2 separate regions of the Mus musculus genome follow, and region 1 is linked to region 2. Evidence: chromatin contacts called from public Hi-C data. All regions are on one chromosome and are shown on one strand. The core of a region is the stretch at or near the end of the contact, and the rest is flanking DNA. Distances in the headings are between cores, read along the strand shown.

Region 1 (5,485 bases), core at 1,306-3,805, 260 kb after region 2:
GGGATAAGGGACAAATAGAATCATGGGCTTTAAATTCTTGTGTTTATTTCATATATGAGGTATAAGTTCGTGCCATGGCGTCCCTAAGAAGGTCAGCAGATAACTACTGAGAGCTGTCTTTCTTCTTCTATCGTGTAGCCCCTGAGGAACCAACTCAAGTGGTCAGACTTGGTGGCAAGCATCTTTACCTACTGAGTCATCCCATTGGACACTTAAAATATTTCCAGTACTAGAGAGAGAAACCAAGATCCCGTCCCCACTACGAAAGTACATCACTAATGAGCTACACCCCAGTCCTCGCCTCTTTTTATTTATCTTTTTAAATTTTACTTCTTGTGCATAAGCGTTCTTTCTGATGTAAGTATTTGAACTGTACGCTTGCTTTGTATCCTTAGAGGTCAGAAAAGGGTATCAGATCCCTTGAAACTGGAGTTATTGGTGGTTGTGAACCATCATGAAGGTACTGGAACCCTAGCCTAGGACTTCTGGAAGAGCACCAGTGCTCTGACCTGCTGAGCTACCCCTCCAGGCTCCTCTTTTTAGTTCTTATTTTCAGACAAGAGTCCTATTAAATTTGCCCAAGCTGGTCTTGAGTTCACTCTGTAGCTCATGCGATCCCACTGCCTCAGCCTCCTGGGTAGCTGGGATGACAGACTTGTGCTGTCAGACCTGGAAAAATGTTATTGTTTTGGCCAATGTATCTTTCCGGTTGGATACTATACTATATTATGGGCAGGCAGAACCCATTGTCTTAGGCTTGCTGCTAGTTTTGTTTGCAGCCTTGCTGGGCAGCTCTTTGAAAACTGTGTTTTGCTCAGGATTTGAATCAAAGGAGAGAACATCAAGTGTAACCCCAAATGCCTGGGAGGTACTGTTGCAGGGTGACAGAGGTACTGTTGCAGGGTGACGGAGGTACTGTTGCAGGGTGACAGAGGTACTGTTGCAGGGTGACGGAGGTACTGTTGCAGGGTGACGGAGGTACTGTTGCAGGGTGATGGGTGTTGCCTTAAACTCATCTTCCACTACCAGCTCCAGAGATGTGGAGGGGGTCATGGCTGGAGGGAGCTTACCAGTTATCGGTGGTCTGAATCAAATGAAGAGAGGGTGTGGTTTCCTGTTCATCTAGCAGCCTGGTTTGAGGGTCCTGGGAGCAGGGAAGAGGGAATGTTATGAATGTTCCAAGCAGGACATAGGCATAAGTGCTTTATGGGTCTCCCCACCCCCACTCCTTCCTTTTCAATTTACAATTAACATTCAGGGATTAGTTTCCACATACACACCCCTCTTGAAATGGAATTTTTATCTCTTGATTCATGCTACAAGATAAAAAAAAATCCCTGTTTATCCAGTCACATGAATAATTGATAAGCGCTCTCCAACTAGCCAGAAGCAACTTAGCAGTCTCGCCCAAAGGCCTGGAGCCCCCAGCAATTTCCGGAGTACCAGAGCCCTTCGGGTTCTGCTTGGAATGCACCGCTGTCTGTCTCAGAGGTGCAAGGTACGGCTTATCTCTTGATCCAAAGGCGTGAGCTACAGATTAGGTGTCCATAGAGGCAGTGAACGGGAGGCAGAGGCTGTCAGTGTCCACGTTGGCTCTCGGGACGCAGGCCCAGCACAGGTGTGAACATGGGTTCTTTCTGGAGCCTCCCCAGCTGTGCAGGGTGTAGAGCACTAATTAACTCTAATCTGGTCCCTGAGAGCTTCAACCAGGCCCAAAATGTAAAAGCTTTTTCTTCCCTCCATACGTAATGGGCTTACCATCAAAACAACAAGAACCCGAGTTTTGGCTTCCTTGTGTTCTTGGCTCTCTGGTACAGCTCATGTGATAAAAACAGCAAGGGTAATTTTTTTGTTTTTTGTTTTTTTTTTTCTTAGCAGAGCTGGGTTGATTTAAAAAAAAAAAAAAGCAGGTCTGGACAGCTACCTGTTATGTTTTGTTCTTGCTGGCTTTGAAAAAAAAAGATTTATATTCTGTGCTGCAAGGGCCTCAGCTCTTCAAGGCTGAAGTAAATGCAACGCGAGGTGCCGGCGAGCGAGCAGAATGCCCCTAGGAAAAAAGGTTAACAAGATATTGTTTCTCTAGTCCCCTGCTCACCCCCAGAGTCTTCCAGGTGACAAGCGCTTGGCTTTGATGTGGTTGAGATATACTTGTGCCTTGTGGCTGGCACAGGCTCTCATTGAGACCTGGTAGAAGCTTCTGGCTTCCCAGGCTCTTGGGAGCTGTGCAGCTGCATCCCACCACAGGGGACACAGGACTTTGATTGAAGCCACCAGCATTCGTCAGCTGCAGGCATCCATCCATTCACCTTCTTTCTCTGGGAGGAAGAAGGGAAAATATGTACTGGAAGCTGATGGTTTTTTTCTTTTCTTTCTTTTTTTTTTTTTTTTCCAAACCCTGGTTTGTTTTCCCAAAGCTGCAGGAAATTAAGAACCACACCATTAGTTTTAGCAAACAATTTAAGCAAATTAAAAGATCTGCCCACATCCCCGAGGGTGGGTGATCTTCGATCTTGGTTTTGTGGTCACGGCTCTCTCCCTCTAGACACATGAGCCAGCCAGAGGAGGAGCAGAGTTCTGTGGGCGGTACATGCAGACAGTGTTCCATTTGGGTCAGACACCTGTGTGATGGTGGCCCTAGTAAGAGGGAGACAGAGAGGTTTCTGGGGGTGGGGAGGGGGAAAGCTGGTGTGTATCTGTCTCTATCTATGCATTCTGACAGATCCACTTGCAGACCTCAAGCACTCCTGGGGTCCCCAAGGTAGCTTTGGGAGGCTCACTCCTGCATCCTACTTTAATGCAGAAGGTCCTGTTGGGATCAAAGGGTTTCGAGGCTTGGAGGAGGAGGGGGAGGCAAGAGGGGAGGAGGAGGGAGAGGAGGGGAGGAAGGAGAGGAGAAGGTAACATGGATTTTAATAATGTGTTCCCTATACAGACTGTACAGATGGTAGAGGCATGGGAGATAAGGAAGCAGTCCTTGCCACCCTGTCTCCAGAACAAACGGGAGTATAGCTGTCGTCCCTGCCGATCCTTGAGGACACACCATGGGCCTCTTCCAGCAGGGTGACACTCCCTCAATGGTGCTTCGGGATTTAAGTTGTATGCTAAGTTGTATGATAATACCAGCTTGTCATGGGTGACTATTCAGAGGGCATGGGGGAATGTGGATGGCATGTAGAGTTTTGGATAATGTTGGGTTGTGCCAACACAACATGGTTGTGAATAGGCGTGGTAGCCCCAGGCTAACTCCATTAACTAATGGCATCTTAGCAAGTTTCTTCTCACCTCTGATCTCTGTGGAAGGAAGGCTAGAGGAGGGAGGAGGAGGAGGAGAAGGGATGGGGCTTGGCAGTGATGTCTCCTCTGTCTTCATTGATTACAATAATATTGTGTTCCTATTCCAGGGATCCACAGAACACCAAAGCCTGAGCTACTCTACCATTCAGCAACAAACATTTGCAGAGCCCGGAGAGAGAACAGGCAGACAGGGTTCTGATTGGCTTTTCTTCCAGCGCAGTGAGCATCGGTGAGGATGCTAAGTGAGCATGGGCAGGGATGCTGGGCATCAGAGTCTGTCTTCAGTCCTCATGCTAGGAGAGGAGGTAATCCTTTGAAGCTGACTCCAGAAGACCCCAGAGAAGGTGCAGGTCCCTGTAGGAGGTCCTGTGCTTCACAGGCTGTAAGGCCTCCACAGAGAAGGTACACAGCCTTTAGAGCAGATCAGGGAAGGAGGCTGCGGTGCTCACATGCTCAAGACATAGAAAACTCTGCTAGAAGGCCATCAAGACTCCACCGCTTGGGCCCAGTGCCAGGGTGTTATTTCCTACTATGGCTGCTGAGATGACTTCAGACTCTCTGTGGACATGGTAGGGAGTACCCTCAATCCCTCTCTCTGTGGCATTATAGAAGAGAAAGTCTCTGAATGCCAGTGTACCCCAGAACTGCTGAAGAGCTAGGAGCCTGCCCAGTGGACACCTGATCTCAGTGCTGTGTTTACGTTGCCTTTAAAAAGGTTGGTCATGGGCTAGAGAGATGGCTTAGTGGGTAAAACACTGTGTTTCATTTCTGTTGCTGTGATGAATTAATTACCTTGATTCCCCCAAAAGCGTTCTGACAGAAAGCACTTCAGGGAGAAGGGACCTGTTTGAGTTTACAGTTCCAGGCTCCTGCCCCTCACTGTGGGGTGGTCGGTCGCAAAGGTAGGAGGTTGCAACAGCTGCTCAGAGCTCATCCATGGGCAGGCAACAGCAGAGAGAAGAAGTGCACCTGCTGGCTTGTGCTTCACTCCTTACCCAACCCCTATACTGCTCAGGATCCCCTGCCTGAGAAGCAGTGCTGCTCGCAGTAGGCAGGGCTCCCCAGTTCAGGGAACAGAAGTCAGTTCCCCACAGACATCCTCATAGGCCAATCCAATGCAGATAATCCTGCACTGAGCCTCTCTGCCCGGGAGATAACAGGTCACGTCAAGTTAAAGGTAACCATCACATTGCACAAGCACAAGGAATTGAGCTTGGATCCTCAGAATCTGGGTAAAGCCAGGCACATAAATGCACATAAGTACTTGGCTGGAATCCTGGCACTCCAATGGAGCTGAAGGAGGTGCAGAGGAAGAGATGGGAGAATTCCCCAAAAACGTTGTGGTCTAGATAGCTTGATGTGCACAGAAAACAACGAAGACTCTGTTTCAAAACAAGGTAGAAGTCAAGGACCACCACCAGAGGTTGTTTTTTGACCTTCATATGTGTGGCTGGCACACATACCTGCAGTCACACATGCGAACATGTATGCATGCATACATAGACACACCACACACATACAAGACCTAAAAGAGCTGGTCATCCTCCATTTGCTATGCCAGATACCACTTGGCTCTCCCCACACACATTTTTCTTTGAGGTTTAACCTGTATAATAAACTCAAACCATTTTGTGGATAGCACAATGAAGTTTAATGACTGAATTCAGCACGGAACCATGGGTATGGAGAACTATCTCATCACCTCCCGGGTCTCTTCAAGGGTAGCACACCTCCTTCCTCCCAGCCCTGGCTGTCAATCAATGGTGGCTCACGTTCTTCTGTCAGGGAATCACAGAGGCCCAAATATTGTAGATGTTTGTTCACCCTGAAGGCTGGTTCTGGTGTCCATCTGTGTTGAATGTACTTGATATTTTTGAACTGAAGGATCGGTTCAAGGGTAGGGCTTGCTCTCCCATGGTTTGCTGAGAGACAATGTAGTTATTTGTAGACGTGGAGGCTTTAAGTGAAGCTGCTGTAGACCACCGGCGTGCTTGTTTCTGTAAGGGTTGGAGTGTTCATTTTTCATGGGCAAAGGTCTATAAAAATAAGATTTCTGTGTTCTATGCTGAATGTTCCTTGAACTATGCATGCAACAGCCACACTGTCTTCTAAAGCAGCTGTCCAGCTTCATATATGCCATTTGTACATGCAAATGGTATTTCCTCTGCATTGCCAGTGGTACCTGGTCCTG
Region 2 (5,925 bases), core at 2,025-4,524:
GGCACCGCCTCATTGGTGCACTGGAAAGGCATGGTAAAGGCCAGTGAGTGCCACGAGGCTGAGGAAGCTTCTAGAGACTCAAGCAAGAAGGAAGTCCAGTCGCTTCTGGGTTCACAAAGGGCAGACTCCAGACTGCAGAATGTAAAGTGGGTGACACTGGCTTATCCAAGTCTCCCCTCTGGGAAGGAGGGCACTAAGCAGCTGGGTATTAAAAGATGCCTGTGAACCAAGAGGCCAGCCACACTCATCACTTTCCGCGGCTTCCACCAACTTGGAACTCACCCTCTTCTGTTATTAGAGATGTAAGTGACTGCCAGCGATGGCCTAGGACATTTACACCGTTAATCCCCCAGGAGCACTGCCTGTCATCCCCCCCCCCCCCCGGGGGCATTGTTTCTGGTGCCCACCCTGTTCCAATGGAAGGGATTCAGGGTGATCAATCACCTGATTGATTGGTTGTCTAGTTATCCAAAACATGACCTTAAGAATGAAATGAAATTTGCCATTTATCTTCTCTGCGGGGATGTATTAATAAAAGCAAGTGCAGCTTTGTGATTTCTGTCACATCCTCGGTGGCTGAGGGATAGGGCAAGTACTTACTGTGCTCTGTAATATCCTGGCCGCGGAGAGCTCATTCTGAGATGATGAAGCTGACGGGAGGATGTGATTGTCAGAGGCTGGGCTGGGATCTGACACAGGCTCTTCCTTCAGACTGTGTGTCTGCGTGCTCTTGGGTTCACCAGCAGAGCAGGGTTGTGCTGCTCGCTCTCAATGCGGCAGGCAGGCAGGCAGGCAGGCAGGTAATACCTGAGCCTGAGCAGCAGGAGGAGAAGCAGCAAGCGTTCTAATGACAGCATGAGGCTGGGCATGTCATTCAGTCGGGAGACTGCCTGATAGCCACAAAACCCCGTTTTCCATCCCCTGTACCCCATAAGCTGCACTTATGTGTTTCCCAGCACTTGGAAGGTGGCAGTAAAAAAAAATCACAAGTTTGAAATCACCCTCTATTACAAAGCAAGGCTCAGACTAGCTTGGGCTATGTAACAGCCTGTCTCAAAACATTTTTAAAAAGATTTTAATAACTTAATGCGGATGGATCCTGGGTTCATTTCAGAGGGATATGCACCAAGCTCTGGCCTGGGAATGGGGCTCTTCCTAGAGGCATATGTACCTCCTCCATAACTGAAGAGTGCTTGGTGCCAGACTCTGGAGTCTCAGCAGGAGCCCCCTGCCAGCTGTGATGCTGGCCACTAATGTGACCATTCCAACTGATCATCAGTCACACAGAGCAGCACATCTGGATTCAAAACACATCTACCAAGGAAAATCAGTTCAACGCCACTGTCTCTCACAAAAGGAAGCATGAGGTTAGCTAGCAGAGGAGTCTGGGATGCCATCCTCCTTGACAAGGGGTGTTGTACGCCCCATTTATAAAGCAGGATGGCTGCTCCCCTTCCTATTAACACGTATGCATGCGCATACACGTAAGTTTATTTACACACTAGTGTGGGGGCTCAAAGGGCCTACTTCACCTATTTTTCTACACAAATTAAAACTGTACATTTCCATCTCCAGGGTACATGACACATGCCCTACCCCCACCCTTGCATGCTGTTCCTACAATACAAATATCCTCTCCAATGCTCAGAGCTTGTAGCTGGCTCCCCACTGTGCTGGGATAAGTCTACCTCCCAAGTACAGCACACCAGGCCCTTTGCAACAGCCAGAATGTGAAATGTGTCATTTGTTTCTGAATCTCTGAGGGTTAGCGACCCCTCTGAGATCTGAGAAAAGCTAACAGTCCTTCCTTAGTGAGAAATTAGCTATGTAAATATGTGCAGAGCAGTGCAAATAGCGGCCTCCCAGGAACAGGACCTGCAGGGTGAGGATCCCCTGATATTTTCTCTACCCCCAGAAATGACCAGCTTCCTGCCCGGTGCCTCTTCTGGACACTCGTCTCTCAGGCCTCACCTCACCCAGGCAGAGCTGCCTACACAAGCCCCTCCACCAGACTCCAAGGGTCACTGCTGGCCAGCCCTGATCGGCTGTGACTGGGACAAGCTGTTGTCTGTGCAACCCACCGCAGCCTCTGCCTGCAGCCTGTACAAGTGGACCACTTGTTCATCCCTTCGGCAATCACGGGTTCCTTCACTCAGAGACTGGCAGACAAAGACTAATCATGGGGCGAACTGGGTCTTCACATTTCCTCTCCTCAGAGCAAGGCAAGCCTTTGCCCAGCAACAGCAGCAAGTGTTGTTTCTCTAATCTCTCTCACGTGGCACAAACCCAAGGACAGCACTGCAGAGCCCTGAGGACTAACTGGGGTTGCACAACAATGGGATTAGGAGACCAGCTCCTAGACCCCACCTACACTTGGTAGGTGGGAGCATTAATCATGAAATGAAAAACACCTATCTGCTTAGGAAAGAAACCATAGGAATTAGTGAAGACCTGAGCTTATGGGTTCCAAAGGAAGGCCGCCTGAGATGTTTGTGGCCAGAAAGGATACACAACTTGGGAAATGATGTCACTGTCTCTGGAGCTAACAAACCTTCCACCAGCACCGATGTGCCCAGCACTGTCCTCTGTCCTGCCTGGGGTCCCTCCAGGCTGTGCACACGTTGCCCGCAACAAGGAAGCCAGACATCGGAAGCAGGTGCTGCCTAGAGATACCAAACTCTGCGTATGTGTACCTCACCACACAGGCACACAGCAGCACATGGGCAAGGAAGCAGGCCTGTGCCATGCACAACACACAGACGTCCTGCCCTCACCATGAATGTCTGGGTCATGCAGCAGATGTTCCTGCAAATTCTGAAGGACTTTCTGGATCTTGCTCCTGGCCACATAACTGTCACATGCAGCCTCAGGCCCAACGTGGCTTCCTTCTAGTGGCCCAGGCTCCCTAAGCACCTCCACATCTTAGCTCTATAAGGCAGAGGAGTGAGCCCATACAATCAAGTACTGAGCACACACGCCCGCCCTCCCTCCCTCCCTCCCTCGGTAGTGTCTGCTCTGTTTCAGGGTAACTGTTGCTGAGGCAGCGGCTGATATGAGGAGCTTTGGGAAGGACCTGCCGCCTGAAGAACTTCCCATCACTTCAGCCCTGGCTTAGGAAGGGTTCCCTGGATGGTTTCCTGTTGTGTCTGTGGAAGAGCTGCTGTGCAGATGGCTGCTCTCAGCTGAAGCTCCTTCCGGAAGTACATGTGGCTCTGTGTGCACAGGTGCTCTGAAGCCAGGGGAGAGGGAAGAAGCAAGCTCTCACTACCATGGCGCTCGCAGGAAGGGACGTGAGCAGCACCTGCACCTCAGCCCCACTCTTTCCCGAATGAGCACCTGCATCCTGTCAGAAGACTGCAAACCCATAGCTTTAGCCGGCCCCAATCTGCCCCCTGGCAGAAAGCGGACCGCACTGAAAACCACCCCAGGAAGCTCGGCCAGCCTCCGCTGCATATTTATGAGTGTTCCAGCAGGGGGCAGACTTTGGAACAAAAGCTTAAGAATGGGGAAGAGCTGACTGTGTGCTGGTCCCCAGGACTGTGTCTGCACAAGCACTGTGTGTGTGTGTGTGTGTGTGTGTGTGTAGACAATCTGGACTCCAAGGTGTCAACTGCCCACACTGTCCGACCTCACCCTCCTATGCAGCCCTGATGGCAAAGGGATGTGTAAGACCCACCTCACATTGGTCGTATGTACCTGCCATCCTCAGAGGGTAGGCATGACAAACACAAGATCAACCACCATGCTAGAAAGGAACTGAGGGTCAAGACAGCACACAGAGACAGGCCTTGGTATAATCAGAATGTCCTGTGTCACAAACGCACATCTGGAAGACTTCACCTTTTTTCCTGTGTAAATTCTCTGAAGAACTTCATTAATCAAGGAGAAAGAGACAATTTTCTTTACAGGTTATTTAATCACCACCCTGAATGAATATTTTATCTGAACTGAGGAGACGTGGTAGCTTCATTATTTATAACCCGGCAGTCATGTTTCCAAATCGTTATTGCAATTACTTTTTGCTTCTTTACATAATTAAAGCTCTAATCTTCCATCTTGCCCAGAAGGTCACTATTACTAAAGCTGGAGATGAGATCGTTGCTGGATTCTAGGTGGATGCTTGAGGTGACGGGGGCTGGCGGTGCCAAGCATCCTGGCTAGAGCTCACTCGGCTAAGGCGGCACTACAGCTGCTGGGCCTGGGTAAGCCAGAGGCAAAGTTAGACTCCACTTCTTGGCTCAGTGGCCTGATGCTCGGGGTGCCATCCTCCAGAGTGTACAGAGCAGCCTGGCTTGGGCAGAATGACTGGAAGGCGGCCTGGCACACCTGGGCAAGGGCACACACTGTTGACCTGCATTAGTGAGCAGGCGTGACCCCACCCACCCAAGGCATCTACTCAGGTTTGTTACTTCCCAGCCATGCCCCAAAGCCAAATGGACCGTTATCAACAGAGAAGAGGCACATAGCCCTCCACTCGAGTCTCCATGTTTCTAGAATGTGAATTCCATGTGACACTAGTCTTCGTAAAGTACCCAGGAGACCTTACAGACAGTACTCAGCATGCCTATGGCAGGACCGGGATAGTAGGCAGGCACTTAGAGACCTGTTTCTCAATCCTGGCTTCTATGCTGTGCACTTTCCTCTTTCTTAGTATCTGCCCCAAAGCTTCTGAGACTTCAGTTACCCTGGTTCTGATCTCACAGTGTCTAGATCTTACTATGCACACAGATGCTGGAAAGGGAAGGCAGAAAAGAAGCCAGAAACCAAGATGGACACTGGCGAGCTGGAGCACTTGATCCTGAGAGGCCAGTGCAGCTGCCAGGGGTGTGAGCACTCACCTATCGATGGGGATCACTGAGGAGTTTGATGAACACAGTTGAGAGCTGGGTTCTGCAGACCACAGGGGGAAGTGTGGGACACAGCTGTGAAGCACTCTGAACATGCTTTCTTCATGTTATCTGAGCAGAGCTCAAAAAATGTTGGTATCTACCAAAAACAAACAAACAAACAAACGAACAAATGAACAAACAAACAAAGTGGAGCTACTCCATTCAGAGCGCCCTGTGGATGGCCAGTCCCAGTCCCAATAGTGCAGAAACAGAGAGCCACAGGGACGTAACAACACAGCAGTAATAAAATAACAGCAACCCACATTCTCTAAAGGAGTCATATAGGAAAAGAAGGCCAAGTTCCCTCACCACCTAACCTTAATAAGTGACTTGGTTAAAGTTAAGAAGGTAATGGAGAAAACACTCTAGAGAAAGGGCCAAGGTTCCTTCCTCAAAAGTCAGACTCTGACAGCAGCTCACCTAGCTACAAGCCCGCCTTTGGGCAGGGCCCAAGGTCAGTTCTGTGGTGGTGGAGAGGGAGCTAACAAGGCAGAGTAGACATGGCACTCACAGCTGGACTCCCAGCACTCAGAAGGCTGAGAGGGCAGGACTACAAGTCTGAGCTACACAGAACGGCACATGGGAACAAGCTCTGTCTACAGACCGCAGAACAGACCCAGAGGAAGGCACATCTGGGTGTGGTCCTCTGTAAGCCACTTGGGGTTCCATGCTCGCACTGTGAATATGTGCTATGGAGCTAGCTCTCCACTGAGCTTGGCTGTTAGATTTTTCTGGTTCCCTTTATTAGCAAATGAGTTAAATATAATTTTGACATGTGATCACCTATATCTTACATGAAGATGGCGAGTATATCTTTTAAATTTTATCCTTTAAAGGACGTTGATTTTTTTTAAATATCCTAATGTATAACACTTAGCTTAAAATGTTTTACCAACGGGAGTGTGATCTGACAGTGGGAAGAGCAATCTACAGAAAAATGGCTGTTTTGGCCACTGACACCCTCACTAGAGACACATGATGCTAATGTTCTCAGTGTCTTCACAGCAGAAGCCCACGATAAACCAGTCTTAGGCTA

Evidence for each region. Hi-C and Micro-C count contacts between places; a contact is called where the count stands out from the background.
Region 1: a Hi-C map of double positive thymocytes shows a contact between it and region 2, with 3 times the contacts expected there. The contact joins two enhancer-like sites. A contact is called at or near these places in 3 of 484 Hi-C or Micro-C datasets (bone marrow-derived macrophages, double positive thymocytes and nephron progenitors), 1 of 115 datasets of contacts at active chromatin or transcription factors (fetal liver) and 1 of 9 other capture datasets (embryonic stem cells).

Annotation. Positions count from the first base shown.
Region 1 is chr2:173,852,921-173,858,405 of GRCm38.p6, forward strand. It overlaps the pseudogene Gm14371. Among named protein-coding and RNA genes, the nearest start is that of Gm30017, 19 kb to the right of the region's middle. Within about 2 kb of position 2,556, at least 27 of the 459 cell types and tissues checked have an H3K27ac peak or open chromatin away from gene starts, as enhancers often do. A contact at or near this core is called in double positive thymocytes, where this site is marked.
Region 2 is chr2:173,592,202-173,598,126 of GRCm38.p6, forward strand. It overlaps the pseudogene Ppp4r1l-ps. Among named protein-coding and RNA genes, the nearest start is that of Ankrd60, 17 kb to the left of the region's middle. Within about 2 kb of position 3,275, at least 28 of the 459 cell types and tissues checked have an H3K27ac peak or open chromatin away from gene starts, as enhancers often do. A contact at or near this core is called in double positive thymocytes, where this site is marked.